Regions from separate parts of the Sus scrofa genome. Here regions 1 and 3 are each linked to region 2. The links are chromatin contacts, called in public HiChIP or PLAC-seq maps. All regions are on one chromosome and are shown on one strand. Each heading gives the region's core, a stretch centred on a gene start, on an enhancer-like site or on the middle of the called end of the contact. The rest is flanking DNA. Distances are from core to core; before and after follow the strand shown.

Region 1 (3,869 bases), core at 251-2,750, 260 kb after region 2:
TGAAGGCGGGCTGGGCTGCTGCTTTAGGGACCAGGCATTTTTCTTGACGCACATGTGAGTGCTGAGCTCCAGAATGGCTCATTTTAACAGGAGATGTTGATATGATCGGGTGAGAGGATCTCATCTTGATTTGGGGCTCTCTCTTGAGTCTCCAGTTTAGTCAGAAGGAAGAAATCCCACGAGGCTTTAGACGAGCGGACACAGCTTTCTCAGTGTGCACTGTATGGGTTTTCCCATTTCATGAATTTTCCTATTGGGCCCAGTAAAAACCACATGGGCTGCAAAAGGGCAAAGAGGTTGGTTCTTGTGCGGGCTCATCTCATCATTGCCAGAACAAATGAAGGCAGTAACAGTGGCTCAGGCCCTCATTTCCCCCCAAATTTAGGCTCAGGGCTTCGTAGAGTGAATAGAATTCTCAATCTGTTCACCAGCAGCAGCAGCAGCAGCCTGTTATTAGTGTTACCTACCGACTCACAGTGAGAATCCATTGGAATAGTTTGCCATTTGCAAGGCTGGTTTTTGGCAGTTTTCTGTCCAAGACCATTCTTGGCTTGCTGACTGCCAAGTTTATTCTCTTCTGGAAGGGTAGAAACATCTTCATGCCTCACTTTTCTTGGTCTACCACACCTGCTCATCTTTTTCTTTGACTTTTCAAAGCCAAATGAATTTCCACGTCCTGTAAATTAGCACTAAGAGGAAAGAGCAGGATGGATTTGCAGAATCCATGTATGGCAACATGTGCGTGTGTGTGTGTGTGTGTGTGTGTGTGTGTGTGTGTGTAGTCTTTTCTTTTTGAGCTCGTGTACTGTACACGGAGCGGGAAGTTTCAGATTTAGGATGCTCCATCCTGACTTCTGCAACCTGCAAATGTTGGCTGCCTTCTTCTTGTCGTCTTTTTATTATTTGTTTTTTATTTTTTTTTTGTCTTTTTAGGCATATGGAGGTTCCCAGGCTAGGGGTCAAATCAGAGCTGTAGCTGCCGGCCTACACCATAGCCACAGCAATGCGAGATCCGAGCCGCATCTGCAATCTACACCACAGCTCTCGGCAACGCCAGATCCTTAACCCACTGAGCAAGGCTAGGGATCAAACCCACATCCTCATGGATGCTAGTCAGATTTGTTTCCTCTGAGCCACAGCAGGAACTCCGTGTCATCTTTTGTGGCCTGTGTGAGTGTGACACATGTATTTAGGTTTTTTTATTGAGGGGTTTCTTTTCTTTAGTGGCCAAGAAAACTGTCTTCTCAGTCTAAAAGAAAGCTACAGGAGTATCTTTTCTTTCTTATAGTTTCAGTTTCAATAGAAAATCATGCTGCGTGGACACCATCAGCTCTGAGCTTGCTGCAGCGGACTTGCAATGAGCTTTGCTGTCAGTCTCCAAATGCCCTTTTCTGGCTGACGGGACAGGAAAAGCCACAGTCATGATAACTATCCCCCGTAGCAGTGACTTCCCCCAGAAGAGTCCCCTGTATCTGTAGGAATATTCACACAAGTAATTCTAGTGTGGAACAGTCACACGGCCCTTGACTGCCTTGTTAGCTGTCAGAGTTTGTGAAATTTGACATGTGTCTCTTGCGCAGTTAGCAGCAGAAACCACAAACTTTCTAATCCCAGGCTGGGTTATTTATTTCACACCTTTTTTTCTTTTTTTGGTCTTTTTTTTTTTTTTTTTGCCTTTTCTAGGGCCACTCCCATGGCACATGGAGGTTACCAGGCTAGGAGTCGAATCGGAGCTGTAGCCGCCGGCCTACGCCAGAGCCACAGCAACTAGGGGTCCAAACCACATCTGCAACCTACACCACAGCTCACGGCAACGCCGGATCCTTAACCCACTGAGCAAGGCCAGGGATCGAACCCGTAACCTCATGGTACCTAGTCGGGTTCGTTAACCACTGTGGCATGACCAGAACTCCTATTTCACACCTTCTGATGCTTCTACCAGCTGCCCCATCTGTGTCAGCTCTGCTTGTTTGGACCACGCGGCTTTGTGTAGTTTTCTGGGTTTCATCATGTGAGTGATCAGACAGAGTGTACAACGTATTGCTTAGGATTGGAAGCAGGATGCAGACAGAGCACCAGCGGGCACGTGTCACTTTCCAGCATCCTGTTTACTGTCCCTCCTCGGAAGCAAACAGCGTAGATTGATGGCCTTTAGTCTTGCCAGGTGTTTTCTGATGCCAGGCCTATAGGTATTTTAATAGAGAAACACCTGTGGCCAAGCCATTTAGTAAAGCACCAACTTTGTTAATAAAATCTGAAACACATGAATGCAAACACAGGGTTGCTTTGCTGGTGTTCTGTGCGGGGTTCTTGTGCAAGGCTTCCTTAGGATTAAATCACCTCAAGGAGTCTCTTGGTGCAAAGTGATGGTTGGCTGCGGTGACCTTGGTCTCCTGGGCCCGGGTGGTCCATCTAAGGGAGATACTTGCGTGTTCCAGCTGGGTCATGCTGCAGCCTTTGTGGTTTCGGCTTCAGGGCCGTGGTTTTGGTGAGCAGATGAGATGAGCCCTAATTCTTTTCATGCCACAGACAGTGGGGTCCTCTGGCTTGGCGATAGGTGACACAGCAGAATTGGGCATCACTGAACTCTTTTATTTTTTTTTAAGACATCTGCTTCCTGGAGTTCCCGTCATGGCTCAGTGGTTAACGAATCCAACTAGGAACCATGGGGTTGCTGATTCAATCCCTGGCCTTGCTCAGTGGGTTAAGGATCTGGCATTGCTGTGGTGTGGGTCGCAGACGCGGCTCGGATCCTGCGTTGCTGTGGCTGTGGCGTAGGCCGGCAGCTACAGCTCTGATTTGACCCCTAGCCTAGGAACTTCCATATGCCACCAGAGCAGCCCTAGAAATGGTAAAAAGACCAAAAAAAAAAAAAAAGAGAGAGAGACATCTGCTTCCTATTTTTTATTAGAGTATAGTTGATTTACAGTGTTGTGTCAATTTCTGCTGTACAGCAAAGTGACCCAGACACATACACCCCCACACACACCCCTTTATTATCTTCCACCATGGTCTGTCCCAAGAGACTGGATATAGTTCCCTGTGCTCTACAGTAGAATCTTGTTGTTTATTCATTCTAGAGGTAATAGTTTGCATCTACTAACCCCAAACTCCCAGTCCATCCTACTCTCTCTCGCCACCTCTCCATGTCTGTGAGTCTGGTTCTGTTTTGTAGATAGGTTCCTTTGTGCCATGTTTTAGATTCCACATGTAAGTGATAGCATATGGTTTTCTTCTTTTTCGTTCTGACTTAGTTCGCTTAGTATGCGAATCTCTAATAGCATCCATGTTGCTACAAATGGCACTATTTCATTCTCTTTAATAGCTGAATAATACTGCATGGAATATGTGTACCATATTTTCTTAATGCATTCATCTGTTGGTGGACATTTAGGTTGCTTCCATAGCTTGGCTATTGAGAATCGTGCTGCTATGAACACACCCATGCATGGATCTTTTTGTAGTTTTGTCTGGTTATATGCCCAAGAGTGGGATTGCTGGATCATGTGGTAGTTCTATTTTTAGTTTTTTGAGGACCCTCCATACTGTTCTCCATCGTGTTTGTACCAATTTACATTCCCACAAACAGTGTAGGAGGGTTCTCTTTTCTCCACACCCTCTCCAGCATTTGTCATTTGTAGACTTAATAATCGTAGCCACTCTGACCCGTGTGAGGTGGTCCTTCATTGTAGTTTTGATGTGCATTTCTCTAATAATTATCGATGTTGAACATTTTTCCATAAGCACTGGACTCTTAAGAATCACAGGCCTGCGTCCTAAGGCCGCCTCATTGCACCGTTGACTGGGTCTCCCCCGCTTAACTCACGAGAAAAAACTTTTATTTATCAGCTTGATAGTTGGGTCTTTTA
Region 2 (3,868 bases), core at 455-2,954:
TCTTTTTCATGGCTGAGTAATAATATATACATACATACATACATATACACCACATCTTTATCCATTCCTGTATTAGCGGACATTTAAGTTTCTTCCATGTCTTTGCTGTTATAAATAGTGCTGCAGTGAATATTGGGGTGCATGTATCTTTTCAAATTACAGTTTTCATTTTTCCAGATATATAGCAACTACACTTATAAGACTTAATTCCAAGAAGACAAAGGAATGGAATAATTGAAACAAGAATTTTTATTTCATTGTGGTTAGTAAGAATTACAAATAGGAAACGACATAAAAGACTATACAACTAGTTAAATAAGTTATGCTTTTTCATGTAGTGAAACAATCAAACTCTATACGGCCTTTAAATAGAATGGCATTCTTATAGACAGAAGATGAAGTGCCCATATCATTAAGTGGCAAAAGCAGATGGAGGAGGAAATGATACTTTTTTTGATGCTATTTGTATATAATGTTTGTGAATAGAAAAACTGGGGAAAGCTGGATACCCATGGCTAGGATTGTGAGAACTGTTGCTTTGTATTTTACACGTTTTTGTAGATTTTGAAAAATAATCACTGGTAAAGTAACTTTTATAATCAGAAAAAAAACATTTAGAGAGCCCAAGAGGCAGCCAGAGGGCCCTGGCTTGGGTCCCTCCAGCCCCGGCCCTGCCTCTACTCAAGGACTTACCCCTGGGAAAAGGCTGTCCCAGCCCACTTTCTGGGACAATTAAAACAATGGCGTTTTCTACAGCAATGTCAAGAGCAACCTCCAGAACAAACCTTGAGCTCACTTCCATTGCTGCTCAGGGAGCGGAGCGTGTGCAGGTCCTACAGCTCAGGGAGGGAAGCCGCACAGGGCGGGCCCTTGTGGGCCGGCTTCCCTGGCTTCCCCTTCCAAGGCCCCGCCCAGCTTTGTTCCAAAGGCACACCGCCTGTGGCTACTACTGTCCTTGGAACTCACCAGCTTCATCCACTGCCCCTGGCTAAGAGCTAATCAGGCCCAGGCAGGGTTCCAAAGCACCAGAAGAGAGGTGAGGGGGAAAGGGTGTTATTTTAACCCGAAAGATCCATGGGAAAGGAGGCATGTAGTAAAATGATACTGGCCAATATCTTATAAATGCCAGACCCTGTGTTGGTGAAGCCTCGGGGTCCGTGGCTCTGGACAAGAACCTGATCTCTAGGAATCCAGGGTTTTTCTTCTAGGAAATGACAAGGTAACGCCTATCCTTAGGGTTGCTGTGCACAGCAAAGAGGTTTGCACACCAAATGCTTCACTCAGTGCGGTAAGGAGCCATTGCTTTGCCATCCTTGTTGCAGTTACGCTCTGACATGCAGTGGTGATCTGCCATCTCTGCCTGCTCCCCACATCGTGCCAGCTGGTCCATCCCAATGGGCAGAGTGGCAGGGGCACCGTGGGACCCTCCTCCCCAGCACAGAGCAGATTCTTCCTCCCAGCCTCTGAGGAAACCACCCCCACTGACACCTTGACCTTGGACTTCCAGCCTCCAGAACTGTGAGATAACCAATTTCTCTTGTTTATGTCACCCAACTGTAGTACTTTATAAAGGCAGCCCCAGCAAACAGAGATGGTGGGGCGCTGTGAGAGAGGACAGACCTCTGCCTCTTGCCACCTGTGTGACTTTTGAGAAGTTACTGACTGTCACCAAGACTAGTTCCTTTTTCTGTGAAATGGGGTTTACATCAGTGACTGCCTCACGAGGCTGAGTGAGGCCTGGCATGAAATGCCCTAGATCCAGTCCTTGGCACAAAATGATCAGAACTAATCACAGATGTGCAAATTGGTTACCACTGGGGAACATAGGAGGCCCTGAAATTCGCTTTACGTTGCTTCACAAGTATGTGTTTTTCCTTCTCTTCAAAATACTAAACTGTCAGAGTTCCCGTCATGGCTCAGTGGTTAATGAATCCAACCAGGAACCAGGTTGAGGGTTCAATCTCTGGCCTCGCTCAGGGGGTTAAGGATCTGGTGTTGCTGTGGCTGTGGTGTAGGCTGGCAGCTGTAGCTCCTATTGGACCCCTAGCCTGGGAACATCCATATGCTGTGGAGTGGCCCTAGAAAAGACAAAAAATTTAAAAAAGTGAAAAAACCCAAAACTGAACTAAACTCTCTCTGGCAGGGAATGGTTCATCATACTGAATCCCCAGTGGCATCAGGGCAGTTGTCTCACTTATATAAATGCTCAACAGATATTTCTACTCAGATGTGTTCTGTGTTAGGATTGTATCAGAGTAAATTCTAAAGTAAAGACCTTAGAGTTCCGGTCATGGCTCAGTGGTAACGAATCTGACTAGTGTTTGATCCCTGGCCTTACTCAGTGAGTTAAGGATCCAGCATTGCCGTGAGCTGTGGTGTAGGTTGCAGACGTGGCTCGGATCTGATGTTACTGTGGCTGTGGCGTAGGCCGGCAGCTGTAGCTCCAATTGGACCCCCAGCCTGTAATGCTGTGGGCATTGCCCTAAAAGACAAAAAGAAACAAAGTAAGATCTTGACATCTTTGCATCCCCAGTCCCGGATGCCCCACCTAAGAAATGCACTGAACATTGATTGATTCCTATTGAATGAATGAGTGACCTTTACAGGGGACGTGGACTGGCCTGTAGGATAGTTGAATCTGTGGTAGGTAAGGTATGATGTTTCTATCTGGAAATAATTTTAGCCAATATCTGCTACCATCTTGACACCGTAGTAGACTAGAGTAACACAAAATAATAAGCTAGGGATTGTTGAAAGTTTCCCATGTCAGGTCCTGGGCTTCATGGGGTTTCTCCCTTGCCTTCCTCATGATAGCATTATGGAGTAACTGTCTCCATTTTGCCAGCATGAAAACTGAGGCTGAGAGTCTCCCAACAGTCAGGAAGGGAGAGTCAGGATTTAACCTCCGGCAGTCTGATCCCAAGGTCCACACCCCTCCCCGTTGTGGCTCACTCCCTTCCTCTTGCTCTGGAAGCAGAACCCTGTCAAGGCTCTTAGAGTCTAGATCTAGAGACACTGAGAGGCCAGGCAGAGACGAAAAGTAGCTAATCCAATACCCTCTAAGAAAGTGAACCTGAGACCCAGGGAAGGCATGTGACTAGCCTTGCAATGAGAAAGCGACCCAACTGGGACATGCACCCAGGTCTCCTCCCCCTCCCCCAAGACTGATGTGACCAGGCGGGAGTGGGGGCTTGGGCCCCAATGGGTCGTTCAGCCAGACCCCTGGCTCTCCATCCTGCAGATGGGCGGGAAAGTCAGGGAGGTGTGGAACGCCGGCTTCTGTCCCAGGAGAAGCCTTGGGCTGGGCAGGCATCCTCCTGAAGGGCCCTGTGCATCTGTCTTGCCCTCCTCGTGACTCCAGTCCCTCTGTGCCCACCTCCTCTGAGTTTTGGGTCAGCCTGAGCCCTGTGTAAGTAGAATCCCAGGTGCACAGGGCCCAAACGTTATTCCGAGAGGTTAGCTGCCTGTTATAACTCAGGACTCAGATGGCACAGTCCCTGGGCTCTAGGGATGCAGAGAACTGCGGGGCATCCAGCCCTGCTCCTGAAGGAGACAAAATGATCCTTATCACGCCAGTTCCAGCCAGAGGAGGCTGAGCCAGTTCCACAGAAGTCCAGATGGCGCCTGTCGCAGCCGGGAAGGGACACGGAGGAGCCTTCCTCACATTTCACACTGTGGTGTGTGTTCCTCTTGCCCCCAGCCTTTCGCTGCCGGCCTTGACTTTCTGCCGCGGTCCCAAAGCTGTAGCTCTGGGTCAGGGGCTGGAGCTGAGGCTGGAGGGGTCAGGGCATCAAAACCTGGAACTTGACTCCCCTGAAAAACACCCTTAGATGGTCCTTCCAAAGACCTGGGGTCCTTACAGAACTCT
Region 3 (4,043 bases), core at 209-2,708, 150 kb after region 2:
TCCGTTTTAAAATTCAATTTTCTGTGTTTGAATTTTGAACACTTGCTTTTGAACCAAAGGCATTTGTGTATAAGAAACTGGACTGCTCTCCTTTTTTTTTTTTTTTGGCTTCCTTTAAATGGAGGTGCTGTAACATTAAACATGAATGCGCCAGGCTGAGGTCCCATGGAAATAAAATGGGCCAGAAAGTTCAGCGTACGGTTGATTGACTCCTTTAGGAATTATCAGGAGAGGGTCCCGGGTGGCCTGATGCTGTCAGAAGCTGAGGAGGGAAGGGTCAGGTTTTTTTTTTTTTTTTTTTTTTTTTTGTCTTTTTGCCATTTCTCGGGCCGCTCCCGCGGCATATGGAGGTTCCCAGGCTAGGGGTCTAATCGGAGCTGTAGCCACTGGCCTACACCAGAGCCACAGCAACACAGGATCCGAGCCGAGTCTGCAACCTACACCACAGCTCACGGCAACGCCGGATCGTTAACCCACTGAGCAAGGGCAGGGACCGAACCCGCAACCTCATGGTTCCTAGTCGGATTCGTTAACCACTGCGCCACGACAGGAACTCCCCGGAAGGGTCAGTTTTTAAAAAGTAAGACAAATGGTTAAGCCATATTTCTAAGCTCATCCCTTTCCCCCCATCTTTCTGTATTTTCTCTTTTGAAGAATAATTACAATATTTTTAAGTTACAGGTTTTCCATATAGTGATACACAATTTTTAAAGGTTGCACTCCATTTATAGTTGTTAGAAACTACTGGTTGTAATCCTTGTAGCTTATTTTATCCCTAATAGTCTGTACCTTTTACTCCTCTACCTGTGTATAGCTCCTCCCCCTTCCTTCCCACACCTGTAACTACTAGTTCATTCTGTACATCTGAGAGTCTGCTTCTTGTTTGTTATATTCACTAGTTTGTTGTATTTTTTTTAGATTCCACATATACGTAATATCATACAATATTTACCTTTCTAATTTATTTCACTTAGCATAATGCCCTCCAAGTCCATCCATGTGGCCCCACATGGCAAAATTGTGTTTTTTTATGGATGAATAGTATTCCAGTGTGTGTGTGTGTGTGTGTGTATAATACCACATATTTGTTATCCATCCATGGATGCTTTAGGTTGCTTCTATATCTTGGCTGCTCTAAGTAAAGCTTAAGCCATTTTTGTTTTCTTCAGGATGTGATTTAAGCTTCAGACACTCTCGTTTTGTTTGATTGTGTTCCATATAAATTTGGCATGAAATGCTGTCTGTGTCTAGTCACGGGGGCGGGGGGGTGTTTGTGCACATTCACCGGAGGAAGATGTCCTGGTCCTCGCCCCTCCCCACTCTTGCCCCCTCCTCTGAAACAGAGCTTGGCGGGCAGCTGCTTAGCTGGCCTTGCACTTAGCCCTTGGCCCAGGCAGCCCACTTCACCCTGTGCACTGTGTCTGGCCTCCTCCTTCCTGACTGCAGGCTTCATGCTGCCTCACAGGGGCCAAGACTGGCTGCTCCAGCCTCCTCTCTATGTTCTTACCCCATAAGAATGGAGGCTACAGGGAGAGGCTTGCAGCCAGCAGGGCTGAGCCCAGCACGAGGGAGGGAGGCTGCTGAAGACGGCGGTGGCACACACGGTAATAAGTGGCTTCCCCATCCTGCTTTCGCTCTGCATACACATAACCACAAAAATCAGTGCAGCATGAAATGGAAAAGTTCTTCTGGTGCAAACGTGCCTTTGTTGTTAGAGTTAAGAAATTGCAGAGCTTGCTGGTGAAGAACCTTTGATTTGGATTGAATGACAGCCTGTGCCTTTTGTTTTGTTTTTGTTTTTGTTTTTGTTTTGTGGTGTGACCTTTGGCAAGTTGCTTTCATCTCTGTGTACCTCAGTTTCCTCATCTGTGAAGTGGACTTGATTATGGCACCTATGTAGGGTTGCGGGGAAGAGCCTTTGAGAATAGGTGTGAAGGGCCTGGCCCCTCGTAGCCTGCAAGTGCTAAACTATTAGAGTGAAGAAAAAGCTCTTGTTTATCAGTGTGCACGAATGTGCCAGGCACTGTGCTGCAACATGCTTGATATAGAGTAGATCAATGAATCCTTATACAAGAGTTGTTCTGAGAGAGAGAGAGGGTGTTGATTTAAACTGAACAGTGGTCAGGCTGCCATTATCATTGAGATAATATGAAATATGTGTAGGATGGGTATATTTTCATTGTGGATGTTTTAAATACTTACACACACACACACACACACACACACACGCCAGCAATAACAACTGGGACTGGTGCAGAAGAGTCCCTTTCACGGGGAAATAGTTTCTCCGATGTGACCACCGCAGGAGTCCCGGGGTTGGCCCTTGTCTCTGCTGAAGAGGGGGGTGATGCCGAGTGGACACTTAGTGACTTGAGTTTATCATTTGCTCTTTCTTTAAAAGAACGCCCCGGCTCCCTGTGTTGTTTGAACACCACCGTTTGTGTAACGATTCCAAAGTCTAGCTTTTCACTTGGGAGGAGGCGGAACACAACGATCCTCTTCTCTAACACTGACCTTGGGCCTTTACCGCAGTGGGGGTGGGGGTGGTGAGGGGGGCCGGGGGTTCCTTTCTGCTCCGGCTCTGCCCCTTCCTCCCCAGGTAGCCTGGAATAAGATCGCTGACTTGTGTCCATGCGATTAGGCAGCTCCCTTCCTGCGGTCTAAAGAAACCACCCCTGTGGCCCAGAGGGTCTCTGTGGGCTGGCTTAGCTTTCCTCTTGGAGGACGGAGCGCTGGGGTTCGAATAGATGCAGAGCAGCCGCTGTCTAAGAGGCGGCTGGAGTGGCTGTGAGAGCACCTGCTTTGCTCGAGGGGCGTGCCCTTCATTCATACAGTAGAAGCCCTGAACCCGGCCCCGGGAACGTTCCCTGACACCTGCAGCGGGTTATTGAGTTTCTCTATTAAGAGCCCCTTGGTGATCAGGTCCCGGGTGATCTTTCAAAGAGATTCTATGATAGAAGTATTGTAATAATATACTATTAGTGTAATAGGTATTTTATAAACGACTAATACAATAGGCATGTTATATAGTGCACCCTGGAAGCCAAGTGCCATGGTCGTGACATACAAATAGCCTTTTTTTTCTGTCTTTTTTTTTTTTTTTTTTTTTTTTTGCCGTTTTTAGGGCCGCTTCCCACAGCATATGGAGGTTCCCAGGCTAGGGGTCTAATCGGAGCTGTAGCCACCGGCCTACACCAGAGCCACAGCAACGCAGGATCCGAGTCGCATCTGCAACCTACACCACAGCTCATGGCCACACCGGATCCTTAACCCACTGAGTGAGGCCAGGAATCGAACCTGCAACCTCATCATTCCTAGTCGGATTTGTTAACCTCTGAGCCACGATGGGAACTCCCCTTTTTTTCCCTTACAGCTCTCCTCCTTGCTTTTACCTGGGAGTGACGCTGCTCTGCCTGTGTGCTCTCACCTTGCTAGGGGCTTCCTTCTTTGTCACTTTGAACTGAGATCAGAGGCCACAGCTGGCTGGCCCTGGCCCCTGCAGGCTGGATGTCTGGAGGGATGGGGGCCTTTTGGAGGAGATGCCGTCTCACCCCTGGCCCTGGGCTGCCTGCTGCTGGGCCTTGCCTGGGATTCTGAGCTGGGGATTGAGTTGTTGGAGAAGCCCTGTGCCGTAGGTGTGGTGGTCCCAGCCAGAAAAGAAGTTGCTATTAAGAAAATCTCTCCTGGAGGGACCCGTCTGTCTCTCACGCTTTATATACCGAAACCTGAAACTCCCCATGGAACTCCGTGTTTTCTCTGTGTGTTTCCCAGGGCTTAGGGTATAAATAGCAATCAGGAGAACCTGACTTACTGTTTTGCTAACCCTAAATCCCTAAAAAGAAAGGTTCTGGTGAAGATAATAAAAGACTAAATTTAAAGAATGTCTTGGCAGTGGTTAGAGGAGATCTTAATTAAATCTTAAACTAGTGGATTGTGAGATTCATTCCCTTTTTGAGGGTGACTGTTGAGTTTCGTCCTGGTTAAATCTCGTACAGTGTTGTATGAATTTTCTCCCATTCAAAAGTCACACAGCTTGGAGTTCC

What was found. HiChIP or PLAC-seq counts read pairs in DNA pulled down with a chosen protein or histone mark.
Region 1: an H3K27ac HiChIP or PLAC-seq map of alveolar macrophages shows a contact between it and region 2. The contact joins two enhancer-like sites. A contact is called at or near these places in 2 of 2 datasets of contacts at active chromatin or transcription factors (alveolar macrophages and skeletal muscle).
Region 3: a contact with region 2 is called in an H3K27ac HiChIP or PLAC-seq map of alveolar macrophages. The contact joins two enhancer-like sites. A contact is called at or near these places in 1 of 47 Hi-C or Micro-C datasets (liver) and 2 of 2 datasets of contacts at active chromatin or transcription factors (alveolar macrophages and skeletal muscle).

The regions. Positions count from the first base shown.
Region 1 is chr4:15,088,276-15,092,144 of Sscrofa11.1, forward strand. The region is part of intron 9 of MTSS1 (metastasis suppressor protein 1); the gene reads left to right. Among named protein-coding and RNA genes, the nearest start is that of NDUFB9, 23 kb to the right of the region's middle. Within about 2 kb of position 1,501, at least 1 of the 83 cell types and tissues checked has an H3K27ac peak or open chromatin away from gene starts, as enhancers often do. A contact at or near this core is called in alveolar macrophages, where this site is marked.
Region 2 is chr4:14,832,472-14,836,339 of Sscrofa11.1, forward strand. No RefSeq gene overlaps it. Among named protein-coding and RNA genes, the nearest start is that of MTSS1, 99 kb to the right of the region's middle. Within about 2 kb of position 1,705, at least 9 of the 83 cell types and tissues checked have an H3K27ac peak or open chromatin away from gene starts, as enhancers often do. A contact at or near this core is called in alveolar macrophages, where this site is marked.
Region 3 is chr4:14,980,328-14,984,370 of Sscrofa11.1, forward strand. All of the region lies in intron 3 of MTSS1 (metastasis suppressor protein 1), which reads left to right. Among named protein-coding and RNA genes, the nearest start is that of MTSS1, 49 kb to the left of the region's middle. Within about 2 kb of position 1,459, at least 20 of the 83 cell types and tissues checked have an H3K27ac peak or open chromatin away from gene starts, as enhancers often do. A contact at or near this core is called in alveolar macrophages, where this site is marked.